2 separate regions of the Oryctolagus cuniculus genome follow, and region 2 is linked to region 1. The links are chromatin contacts, called in public Hi-C maps. All regions are on one chromosome and are shown on one strand. The core of a region is the stretch at or near the end of the contact, and the rest is flanking DNA. Distances in the headings are between cores, read along the strand shown. Region 1 has its middle 400 kb from the start of BCOR. Region 2 overlaps BCOR (BCL6 corepressor).

The links. Hi-C and Micro-C count contacts between places; a contact is called where the count stands out from the background.
Region 2: a contact with region 1 is called in a Hi-C map of an unstated tissue, with 2.5 times the contacts expected there. The contact joins two enhancer-like sites. A contact is called at or near these places in 2 of 6 Hi-C or Micro-C datasets (ear pinna and an unstated tissue).

What each region holds. Positions count from the first base shown.
Region 1 is chrX:25,741,262-25,747,540 of mOryCun1.1, forward strand. No RefSeq gene overlaps it. Among named protein-coding and RNA genes, the nearest start is that of BCOR, 400 kb to the right of the region's middle. Within about 2 kb of position 3,435, at least 1 of the 8 cell types and tissues checked has an H3K27ac peak or open chromatin away from gene starts, as enhancers often do.
Region 2 is chrX:26,123,526-26,130,061 of mOryCun1.1, forward strand. All of the region lies in intron 1 of BCOR (BCL6 corepressor), which reads right to left. Among named protein-coding and RNA genes, the nearest start is that of BCOR, 16 kb to the right of the region's middle. Within about 2 kb of position 2,991, at least 3 of the 8 cell types and tissues checked have an H3K27ac peak or open chromatin away from gene starts, as enhancers often do.

The DNA.
Region 1 (6,279 bases), core at 2,185-4,684:
AAGCGGAGGTGATTTCTGGCCACTGTGATGTCACTTGCTCCAGCAATCAGCCCCAGCCGGCTGGCAGACAGGCGGCTGCTTCGTAGGACGTGAGCGAGGAGGCTGAGGACCAAGAGGCCATCAGCACATCACGGGCACAAACCCTGGCCCGCAGGCCACTCCTAGTGGGCCACTGTGTCTGCTCCAGGTTCTCCCCTCAGCCGTCACACTATCTTCTTCAAGGAAGTGGAATTGCTCCTCTCCTCATCTCTGAAGCCGTGTTTCAAAATCTTTAATTCAACAAATCCAACTTTAGTGGCTTATTGGATTTCGCTCATGGTCAAGTTTCTCACTTAGCCAAAACATAGCCCCTCAAACAGGAGCATTGCTAAATTGCATTGGCTCCCAAGTCAAAGGCAGCTGAAGAATAAGATTCCTATTCTCAACCCGGAGTTACTTCTTTCACCCCGTGGCCAACTACTTATCAGTGTAGATGCCCCAGCACTTTTTTGATCAAAATAAAACACTCGGCCGGCGCCGCGGCTCACTAGGCTAATCCTCCGCCTTGCGGCGCTGGCACCCTGGGTTCTTGTCCCGGTCGGGGCGCCGGATTCTGTCCCGGTTGCCCCTCTTCCAGGCCAGCTCTCTGCTGTGGCCAGGGAGTGCAGTGGAGGATGGCCCAAGTGCTTGGGCCCTGCACCCCATGGGAGACCAGGAGAAGCACCTGGCTCTTGCCTTCGGATCAGCGCGGTGCGCTGGCCGCAGCACACCGGCCATGGCGGCCGTTGGAGGGTGAACCAACGGCAAAGGAAGACCTTTCTCTCTCTCTCTCTCTCTCTCTCTCTCTCACTGTCCACTCTGCCTGTCAAAAAATAAATAAATAAAACACTCGAGCAGAAAATGGTCCCAATTCTAGTTAGCAAACTGGAATTCGTCATTGAGGGAATCCTGTGTGTAAAACTCAGCCAGGATTATAAATTCCAGCAAATGTTTAAGGGCATTGAGATAGCCCACAAGTGAACGCACAGAGTCTTTGGAGAAACGGAGAAAGCAGTCTTGATTTTCTTGCAAATTATACGAGCTACAGACCAGCAAGGTGAGTCTGGGCACACACAATTAAAAGTGCCCTCATTGCAAAGCAACAGCCACGGCCTCATGCGTCACATTGCCAGGTGACATCCCTGGTGGCCGCGTGGGGGTCTTGCCTCTGTCCTCTGACAGGGATAAAGCCACAAGAAGGTATGTACTTGCTCATGCCCGCTAGCTTTGGCTCCCCACTGCTCCTTCCCTTCCAAAGCCACGCCCCCTAGGCGCGAGGTTCAAACCAGGGGGAAAATAAAAGGGTCAGAACATTTTTTTTTTCCCTTTAGATTTTACTTATTTATTTGAGAGGTAAAGTTACAGACAGTGAGAGAGAGAGACAGAGAGAAAGGTCTTCCAGTCGCTGGTTCACTCCCCAGATGGCCACAATGGCTGAAGCTACGCCGATCCAAAGCCAGGAGCCAGGAGCATCTTCCAGGTCTCCCACGCGGGTGCAGGGGCCCAAGGACTTGGCCCATCTTCTACTGCCTTCCCGGGCCACAGCAGAGAGCTGGACTGGAAGAGGAGCAACCGGGACTAGAACCCGGTGCCCATACGTAATGCCGGTGCCGCAGGCAGAGGATTAACCTACTGCACCATGGCGCTGGCCCCGGGTCAGGGCATCTTTCATGCCTGCTCCCAAAACCTCAGCTAGAAGGCTCCTGGGCTACATAGGAAAGGAAATGAAGCTTGAACAGCCCAGAGACAGTCCCCAAGCCCTGGCCTCACCCCGACACCGGGGTCAGTGACATCCAAAGGAACAAGACAGGCCTGCCCATGGTTCAGTGTCCCTCTGGACCAGGGCGGAGCTCCGCAGCCGGGAGCTGAGTGTGCAGCCCACACAGCAGATCCTTTGGCCCAATGCCATTCTCAACCTTCTAGAATACTTCCTGCCTCCTTTATGGAAAACAGGTGTCCATGTCTTTATGCATTAGGCTGGACGCCAGGCAGGACCCTGGGCTAAGGGGCTGTTCCCGTTATCTCTTGCTGCTTAACAAACCAGCCCAACCTTAGCAGTATAAACAACCGTTTTAATATGCTCCTGGATTCCATGGGGCAGGAATTCAGACGGAGCACAGCAGGGGCGGCTTAGTCCTGCTCCGTGATGTCTGGGACCTTGGCTGTGCAGATGTGAATGGCTGGGGGTGGCGCAGTAGCTAAAGGCTAGAATCATCGGGAGCTCTTTCACCCGTATGCCTGGCTTTGGGGCTGCAATTGACCCCAAGACCATTGCCGCCGGGACCGCTGGCTGACGAGACCTACATGGCCTCCTCACAGGAATTGGGCTTCCTCACAGCATGGCGGCCGGCAGTCAGCGCTCTGAAGTGGCCTCCCGTAATGTGGTCTTGGAAGTCACATAGATCACTCGCGTCGGTGTGTTTCGGTGGGAGCAGTCACAAGGCCATCCAGGTTCAAGGAGAAGCCACCTCCCGACGGGAAGCATATGAAAGAATTCCCACGGTGGACTTTCACTTTCAGTGGGGGCTTGAGCACTACAGTGATATTTTTCAACGCTAGGGATGGTGAGGACCCAAAGGGTCAAGGCGTGGAGGGCCAAAAGCAAGACTTTGGTTCGCCTTTTTTCAGTGTCTAATTCTGCTTATTTCCAAGAGTCTCTGAAGGTCCCCCTTTGCCCACCCTCAAAGCCTTTGCTGCAGCCCAGGGCTTCTGTCCTGAGAAGGGCCACTTTGCAATGGAAAGCAGCGGCGTATTTGAGATTACGGCCAGAGGCCTTGGCAGGACAGGGTACTGGATGTTTGCTTTACTGTTCTAGGCCCAAGAACGCACCTGAGAACCCGCCCCCAGCGTCCGCACAGCCCTTCCTAAGAGAGACCCCCAGTGAGGGCTGAAGGCGAGCTGCTAGCCCTGCAGCCCTCCCCCACCCGTCTTTTCCAAAGCTCAGTGGGGCTGTGACTCGCCCAGGGTCACCCGCGTGCCCTCCACCCGGGAGCGTCATCCCCAGCTGGCTGACTGCCAGCGGTTGCCCTCAGGGGAGAGCCACTAATCACCAGGCTTGGCCAGCTCAGCCAGCTGCCCTGCGCCTCTGCAAAGCTCCAGGCCTGCTGAGAGGGCCCTGCCCACCCCCAGCAACCCACAGAGTCCCTCCAGGCTGCCAGGGCCACGTCACCGTCAACCGCAGCCTGCGGTCTGCCCAGCTAATGGCAGCGGCTGCGAGAGGAGCGAAGCGGCGGCCGTAATTACAGCATCAAGGAATCACAAATGGGTCTGCAAAGACGACATTAGAAGCATTAGACCCGGCACGGCTGCCTCCGGAGAGGTCGCTGGGAGGCAGCCAGGGCCGAGGCCTGGGGACAGGAGACAGACGCGCCTCTGTCTCTCCCCACCCTCTGTGTTCCCAGCCGGGGCCGTGATGACAATGCCAGGATTCACAAGCCCCTCGCAGAAACCACGGCGGCCGCCAGTCCGTGTGTGTCAGCGAAGATAACAGATGTCTTTCACAGGGAAGTAATTACTTGAAACACAACTGGACAACCCCCCCTACCCTCCCCAAGAGGTTGCATAGGGGGAGGACGCCTGGCTTGGGGGGATGGGCGGTGATGTGGTAGGCAGCCCCCTCCCGGGTAACCGTGATCCCTTGACAGCCTACTGAGCCGAGCTGGCCTTGCTGGCGCAGCCCACAGCGCTGGGCAAGGCAATTATCATGTCAGAGGCGGCACCTCGCTCAGGCTCCGCCCTTAAGCCTGGAGGGCGTGGCTGTGGGGGAGGGGCTTCATGGGGGTGGAGGGGTTTGTGGCTGGAGGAATTCACTCGAGGCTGTGGGGGAAGGGCAAGGCCTCAGTCCATTGACTCTCATGCAAAGCCTGAGAAATGGGTCTGAAGCTCAAGGCTGCCTTTGGCCAAAGCTGGCACCAGTAGGTGTCACTGTAGGAAAGGAGGGGCCCCCTGGGGCTGTCTGCGGACTGCGTTGGTAAAAATAGATCTCGCCTGTGTTCCCACTGCCAAGTCGCCGCGCCTGGTGATTTATAAGGCTGCGAGCCGACGTGTGTGTAAATGTTTTTGCGTGCGAGATGTGTAGCCAACCGCGGGCTGGCTTTTTCAAACTTACAAGGAGAGAGCGAGCGAGCGAGTGAGCGAGCCAGCGAGCGACCGAGCGAGGGAGGGAGGGAGGGAGGGAAGGGGAGAGAGAGGAGGCAGCCAGGGTGGGAAGCACACGGGCCACTTTTATGTAACGCTCCTCTGATACACGCCGCAGTGGGGATTTATGCTCTCTTTGAAGTAAATTGCATCCCGGTGCACCATAGCATGAAAGTTAAGATTTACCATGGCTGCGACCTCCGAGACCCTGCTGGAAGCTAGAATAATTAGCACAGCGTTTGGCTGCCTCTCCTCCCGCTCGGCGGGCGGTGACAGGAGTGGCACTAATAGATCTTCCAGGCCTGGGCCCCGTGTGTTTGTCCTGGGGTCCGTGGTGACTGTGGGCGAAGATGACCCTGGTCAAGTGGAGAAGTGGAGGCAGGCGAGCGGGCGGGGCGTGCCCTGGCCTGGGGGCTGGGGGCTGGGTGCAAAGGAGCAGGCTCAGGTGCTGTTCTGTCAGAGGGGGCTGGCAGGGCCAGGATGAGCACTTTGGGATCCTAGGCAGCCTGTCTGTACGACAGATTCCAGAGCCAGACTCCAGGTGACTGTAGCTGGGCATCCTGGGCTGCCTGGCCAGCTCAGCCCCCACCCCACCGCCATTAGACCAGCTCCGGCATTCAATGCTTTTCCTGAGACAGAACCTGCCCCCCCACCCCACCCAAGCCCTGGCAGCTTTTCTCCCTCCCCTCCCCCTTCTGTAGGTCCCTTCCTTGCGTTCCTTCCCAGGGAGCCTTGCAGTTTCATGTTGGAAAAGCTGAGGAGGGAACTTGGTCAATGCATTCCAAGCCCCACGGGAAAGTCCTAACAGCTGCTTGGTCACCCCCCAGCTCTGCCGCTCGCCAGCTGTGTGACCTCAGGCAAGTCCCAGCCCCTCTCTGGGCCTCAGGATGGCGTTGCTAACATTCGGTGACACGTGTGACTCTGCCCCCTCCCCGGGACACCTGCTTCTGCAGAGCAGACAAGTGAAGGCGCGGTTACAGGTGCTGTGACGGGCAGCCACCCCGGCGGCGGGAGAGGGGCCAGCTGGCATTGCCCGGGGCAGCGGCTGTCAGTACCGGCTCACAAGGGCTTTCCTGCGGTTGCAGTCAGCTCCCAGGACCGAGTCACTCCTCCACAACGCCCAGCAGCTGGACTCTCACCACATCCTCTTAAGGTTGCTCCGAAGATGGTCTCCATTTCACATCTGAGGACACTGGGCTCTGGCCAGGAAGAGAGATTTTGGCCATCAAATCCACTGGCGTGCAAACCTCAACTCTGCTGCCCTAGTCGGGTGAAGCGGGATCGACGGGAAACTCTCAAGACCTTGGTTTCGTCATCTGAGAAATGGGCATGAAGTGAACGTCGGTGAGGTCCTTTGAGGTCTAAATGCTCGCAAGTGGCTGGATTGCTGGCCTTGGAACCCGTGCCACTGGTTGCATGCCAGTTTTGCCTTCCTGGCATTGCATGGGATCTGGCACAGGTCAGGCTGGCAAATATTTGCTAAACTAAATTACACCACTACCACTACAAAGGGCTCACTGTCGACAGTAGTCTCGGGGAAGTAGCAGACAAAGCTGCAAAGGCGACAGAAGGTTCTCGAAAGGAAACTGGGGGCCGCTGGTGTAGAAAGAGCTTAGGAAAGGGGAAGAACCGAGTTTAAAAGCTCACACAGGGCAGGCACCTGGTCCAGTAATTGAGATGTCTATTGGGACACCGACGGCTCACGTGGGAGTGCCTGGGTTTAAGTCCTGCCTCGGCTTCCAATCCAGCTTCCTGCTAGTGCGCACCCTGGGAGGCAGCCGATGATGGCTCAAGGACTTGGACCCCTGCCACCCACGAAGGAGACCTGGATGGTGTTCCTGGCTTCAGCCTGGCTCATCCCTGGCTGTTGCAGGCATTTAGGGTGTAAACCAGCAGATAGGAGCATTTCCCGGGGCTGGCACTGTGGCATAGTGGGTAAAGCCACCGCCTGCAGTGCCGGCATCCCATATGGGCACCAGTTCGAGTCCTGGCTGCTCCACTTCCGATCCAGCTCTCTGCTGTTGCCTGGGTAAGCAGTAGAGGATGGCCCAGGTCCTTGGGCCCCTGCACCCACATAGGAAACCTAGAAGAAGCTCCTGGCTCCTGGCTTCGGATCAGCAAAAC
Region 2 (6,536 bases), core at 1,741-4,240, 380 kb after region 1:
AAGCGGCAAGGGAAGGAGGAATGGGAGGAAGTGGGAAAGGCGTCCTGGCTCCCTTCCTCACCCGGTCTGCGACCCACACCACGAGCCGGATGGGGGGGGCGGGCGGCCTTGGGTTTAAGGGGACCCCATTCTGATCCGCAGACCCCTCCGGGCGCCGGGAGGTAGGGTGGTGAGGTGGCTTGGGGCGGGGACGGGGGTGGGGTGGGGAGAAGACCCCGGCAGAGCTAGCGAGTCCCTGCGCGGTGTCTGAAGACGCTGCCGCCGCCGCTAGAAGTCGTCCATCAGCAGCCAGTCCAACCTGCCAGTGATAATGTGCGATCAACACCAAATCACCCCCGCCAGGCGCGATCCATCACCGCAGCGCGCTGCGGGCCCGCGTGAGGCTGACTCGCGGCTGCGGGGGGGGCAGGCACAGAGCGGCCGCCCAGCACACCCGAGCTCTCGGCGCACCTAGCTACTCCTCACCGAGGCCTGCACCCCGGCGTTCATAACTCTCCAAGTTGCCCAGCTGCAGAATGCAAAGCCAGTGGCTCCGAGTTCCGGGAGGAGGTCACTTAGGAGCCCGCCAGCCCTCCGTGCCCCTTGGTCACACCCTGCAAAGCCGCCCCTGCCTTGGAGCTGCCCGTCCCGTCCCCTCCCCCTCCTCCGAGAAAGCGTGGCTGGCGGGAAATTAATATTTAATATCGTGAAATTGATTAAAGGGCTGGAAGCCGGCGATGGGGTGGGGGGAAGGGTAGGGGCTCCTAGCGTAATTAAAGATCTGAGAGTCGTGGCCGCTCCTCGTCGGCCCTGGCCGCACGTGGCCTTTGTGAAACCGAGGCAGGGTCGGGCAGAGCTGAGCCGCACTGGCCAGCGGGCAGCGGCCCGCGCAGCCCAGGAGGGTTGCAGTGGTGCATCTGAGCGGGGCTCTCCCGGAGGTGGTGAGTGATGTTCGCCCACCTAGGGCTTTTCAGCGAGCGGCCCGTCTGAATTACTGGGCTCTTCGCCGCCGCTGGAGCCCGAGGCTCGGGTCCCGCTGCACGTCACTGCTTGTTTGGCGGAGAAGTGACTTCACTGTCCCGGTCCCTACAGATTGCATTCCCCTCGGGCTCCCAAGCCCTCCAGCGCAGCCTGAATCCAAACCGGGCTCCGAAGCCAGCCCCTCAGCCCCTAAAGGGGGTCTGGGGGGGGGCCCACTCAGCAGCACTTCGGGAGGGCAACACCAGGACCACCCTTTCCTGGGCCAATTTGGGGCTTTTAAGTCCGAGGCTGCCCCAGGCTCCCGCCGGTTCTCCCCGGTCCAGGCCCCACCCTAGACCACTCATGCCTGGGGCAGTTTAACTCGTTCAGCTGTGCTGCAGATGGGGCCTGCTGCTGCAGGCGGCTGTCTCCTGGGAGTCGTCACCGAACCAGCTCGGCCAGCCGCCTGTCGTGCCGTTTAAGGTTACTGCGCCTCCAGGGAGGGGCACTGGGGCTGGACAGGGCTGGAAGTGGACTCAGCAAAGGCACTTGCGGCACCCAAACTGGAGCTAGGAGACGACGTCAGGGGGCGCAAGGTCAAGGGTAACTCCTTGGCACTGGTTCGAGTTTAGAAATCAGATGGTTGTGTCTGTGATGGGAAAGACCCGGCTTGTGGGGGGCCTGGCTCCAAAAGGGGCTGCTTTGAACTTTTTCCTGGTATACGATTTATCTCTCTCTCTCTCTCTCTCTCTCTTTTTTTTTTTAATGATGATTTGCTGTCTGAAAAAGTACCAAGTGTGTAGAGAGGAGAAAACACACAACACACAAAGCAGACCAAACGGCAGCCGTGGCCAGCATCGGTCGGGGGACCAGGAGGGGAAGGTCAGGAGCACAGAGGATTAGGCCTAGTCTTGGGTTTATTGCTGCACTTGAACAAAGTGGGGGGGGGGGGCGGCTGACTAAACCGGAGCAGGAGAGAGGTCATTAAAAGAGGGGTTTCCGAAGGAAGGAACGGCTGCTGTAGCTGCTGCTGCAGGGGTGGGCGGAGAAAGTGTTTCCATAAGAATAACAAGGCAGCGCATATGTTATGCACACCGACTTGATTTCACCAAAACAAAAACCAAAAGTTCACTCCAGCCTCTCCCGCTGAGCTGATAAGCAACTTGCAAAGTTTGGAAGGAACCTTGAACCAGCGGGAGGTGTCAGCCCATGCCTGACAAAAGGTAATGGTAAAGCTTTGGCAGGTAGCACTCAGTTCCTACCATTGTGATTCTCCCCCTCCCCTCACCTGCTCCCGCCGGGGAGGATAGGGGGGATCCCCTGACCTCCCAGCCTGAGCCCCCGCAGGAGATCCCTCCGAATAACCCACATTCATCCACGCACGCCACTGCCGGTAACTTGGACTGCAGGTCTGGGAGTGTCCTGGGAGGAAGGCAGCCTACCCAGAGCAGAGAACCAGGTCAGAGCATTTGCCAAGGGCAGCGCAGGTTCTGCAGCCTTTACAATATCATACCATGGACTTCACAACCAGACCTACCGGATTTTCCAAGGCATTCCTGGTTGCATGAGCTCTGGGCCCTGTGACCTAACGGGGCATCTGACGCCCTGCCTGTGGTCACGGGTTTGGTGGGACTGCGCCCAGAGGTGTCCAGGAGCTGGAGGAAATGGTTAGGCTGTGGGGCTTGCAGCCGGGGGTCCCCGCAGGTCCTCTAGCCTGGCGGTCATCCTCGTCGCAAGCCTCATCCCAGCCAGGGCCTTGTCCCTACCCTCTTCTAACAGGAGTCCCGGGTGATTGAGGGCTAGCATAGCCCTTCAGAGCCCGCACAGGTGGGGCGCGGGCGGGAGGAGGGGGAAGCTGTCTGGGGAAGCGGCGGAGGAGCCGGGCTCTCGGGTCCCGGAGGGCCAAGGAGGAGCAGCTTCCCGCCCCGGAGCACAGCGCGCGCGTTGGCTCGCCGGGGAGCTGGGGAGCTCCCGCCGCCGCCGCCGCCGCCGCCTCCTCTCCCCCGGGCGCGGGTGGCGCGCCGGCCGCCATCTTGGCCCGGCGGCGCGGGCGGCGCTGCCCCCGGCGGTGGGACCGCGGAGCCGCAGGCCCGGCCGAGGCAGCAGCGCGGGTGTTCCCAGGTTTCCGGGGGCGCGCGGAGGGCGCCGCGCCCGCCCCTCTGGAACTCCCCTCCGCGCTACGGGCCACGCTGATCTGCGGCCGCTGGGAGTCAGGCGGCGAAAGCGCGACCAGTAGTCGCGCCTCCCGGAAACACCAGGGTGGATTTTAATCCCGAGAAACGTCTTCTTGGTCCAGGAATTCTGCAATGGGCAACGTGTGCTCACCTCTCGGATCCCCGTCCCCCGCGACTTGGGTCACCGTCCCCAACTGCAACCTGTCCAGGGAAGGGGCGCGAGGCCAGGGACAGAGTCCCTGGCGTTCAAGGGGTTTCCAGGGCGCTCTCTGAGCAAGAGGATTTGAAAGTTACCACGGCTCCAGGGCACTTGATCGCACCGTAACTGTATCTGTCCACTTTTTGGAATTTAACACACATTTATGTAGAGCTTGCTAAGGGCAAAAGCAACGTGTTAGGGCCTAGGCGAATCCAACAGTAGGAAAGTGAATTTTTTAAAGTCACCTCTGGTACAATCTAGGTGGAAAGGCGGACTTGTAAATGAGGAAACACAAATAAAAGGCAATTTGAGATGAACATAAAGACAGGGCATGAACCTTGCAGTAAATGGCCCAGGGAAGGGGCCAGCTAGTTCTCTTTAGGATCTGTTCCGGGAGAGGAGAGGAGCGGAGCACAGAAATGTAGGAGCCCTGGATTGTTGCAGTTTGGGAACAGTAACTGTCAGTGCTTGTGAAAGGTTCCTGTTTAGGAAAAATGATGTTTACTTTACATCAAGCAAAAATACCAAGAATTAGCAACCCTGGATTCACTTCTCAGCTCCTGAGATTAGTGAGCGAGTGGTGGAGATGCAATTTTCCATCAGAACACAATACCCCATTTGAAACCCATGAAACCCCCAGCACAATTCATAAAAAAGAAAGGCTTTAGACACTAAATCCAAATGGATGGTGGGGAACGCCTCTAAACTCTTTTTAAGTCTTTAAGACTTAAAGAAAATGGGGTGGGGCGTATCATGGTACAGCGGGTTAAGCGTCTGGCTGGGACACCTGCTTCCCATATGAGCACCAGTTCAAGTCCCAGCTGCTCCACTTCCGATCCAGGTGCCTGCTGCTGCACCTGAGAAAGCAGCAGAAAATGGCTTAAGTGCTTACACCCTTGAACCCATGTGGGAGACCCAGATGGAGTTCCAGGTTCCTGGCTTTGACCTGGCTCAGCCCTGCTGTTGCACCCATTTGGGGAGTGAACCAGCAGATGGAAGATCGCTGTGTGTAACTCTGCCTTTCAAATAAATACCTAAATCTTTGAAACACACACACAACAAGTAGGTAGGAGAGGAAGATTTGGGGAATTCCCAGTTGCCATGATATAATTAACATCCTTTCAAAAGATAGTCCTTCAACACACCCAATGCAAGTTACCCAAAGTGAGGAAACAGACAGGCAAACAAAAGAAGGGCTCCTGACCTACGCATAGCTATAAAGGAAGAATAAGTCACCTAAATTTTTCCTTCCCTGAGAAGGCCCGTCTGTTATGGCTTTACTGTGAAAATACCTTCCCAAGTTTGAGGGTACTTCGCAAAGCTCATGGAAAGTGGAATTAAAAGGTTAGGGGCCAGCCCTGTGGCCCTATATGCTGCGGCGCTATGGCTGGTAAAGCTGCTGCCTGCAGCGCCGGCATCCCATATGGGCGTGGGTTCGAATCCTAGCTTCTCCCTGCTAATACACCTGAGAAAGCAGCAAAGCGTGGCCCAAAGTGCTTGGGAGACCCAGAGGAAGCTCCTGGCTTCGGATCGGCCCAGCTCTGGCCGTCACGGCCATTTGGGGAGTGAACCAGTGGATGGAAAACACACACACACACACACACACACACACCCAGTAACCTTGCCTTTCAAATAAATAAATACATCTTTGAAAATAAAAGACAGGTTTATTTTGGTGCAAAAAGAGTTTGAAATCTGTGCGCTGTGTTGACATAAGCATTTGTTTTCTGGGAACCTCGCAAAGACTTCCTACAGGGGCCTGTTGCTCCAATGTGCTATGTCAACTACAGCCTCAGGCCTGCCTACTGGCTCCCACCATGCCCTGTGTCACCTCCATCCCGCCCTGTGTCACCTTCTCTTTTCTTCTTGATCAGGGACAGAATCCATTTCTCCTTTGCCTTGACAATAGAGCTGCCATTCGCCAACTTGGTGGCTTTGTGACAATTTGGAGAGGGATGCCCTTGGGCCTGCATTTCAGCCCTCCCTCCATGCTGTGGTGGCTATGGTTCTTTGTGCACCGACTACACGATCTGATCCGGCAAACCTGCCTGAGAAGCCGGCTGACCGTTTAGTTTTGAGCCACGAGGCTGCTGCTGAATCCAGATCCCTCCGGCTTCCACCAGCGGAGGGGTTGGCACTATAGACCCGAATCACCTGAAGGGTGGCTGGCCTGAACCAGAGCCATCCCGGGAAGTCGGGGCGAGATCAGGAACGGGGCACGTGGGTCAGAATTCACCCAGACGTTCTCCTGGAGCTTAAGGAGAGCCCGAGCCCCATGCCTGAAAGGCTTTCTGAAAACGCACTCTTAGCCAGGGAGAAGGAAGCAGGCCCGAAGGTCCCCGCGCCTTCTGGGTTTTCGGAAATGGGAAGCGGTTGGGTTTCAGATGGAGGGAAGGTGTGTCCGGTCGAGGGAGTCAGAGAAAGCAATAACTGCCAATTTCAAAGCAAAACCAAGTCATGCTTTTGCCACCACCTTTTTTTCTCGCTGTCTCCCAGTCCCGCCACAATGAAATAGCAGATCAAAGGCAGAGGCAAATACAATTATGTCGCCTGTGAACCCCCTAGCATGAAATTAGAAGTCAAACTCCCCATTCAGGGGTTAGAGGCAGGGATAATGGGAACCTGGGGCCCCTTGCGTCACAACACTGGATGCAGTGTTGTGGAGACTGAAAACCACACCTGCGGGGGGAGGGGCACACATCGCAAGTATGAAGTTAATTTCTTATTTTCAGAAACGTATTGACGACAGTGCTAGCTCCGTACCAAATAAAGAGATCTGTAGATTGTAAAGGGGGGGCGGGGGGTGATCTGTAAGGCAACAGTGGAAAGAACACTATTGGAGGCTCACAACAGATGTCCCCCAAGATGGTGGCGGCCGGACCGCCAGGGCCTAGCCTATCGCCCTCTTCCCTTTCAAGGCCAAAGAGCCTAAGACACATCTGATCCCTCCGCTCAGCTCTTCTGGGTCCTTCCCACACCTGACAAGCTCACGGAGACAACTGTCCTTTCATAGTTTCTATTTTTCATCAAATCCGTATTTGCCTTAGAGTTCCATTTCTTTTACCCTGGCCTAATTTTAGCTCTCTGCTTCCCCCTGCCCCCATATAATTTCTGAGGCCTCTTGAGGGTATAAACGCCTATTATAACATAGACTATTCTGTTTAGAGCCACTGCTAATTAAGCTTAGCTCTCAAGGGTACCTGGCATGGCTTTTTTCCCCCCCT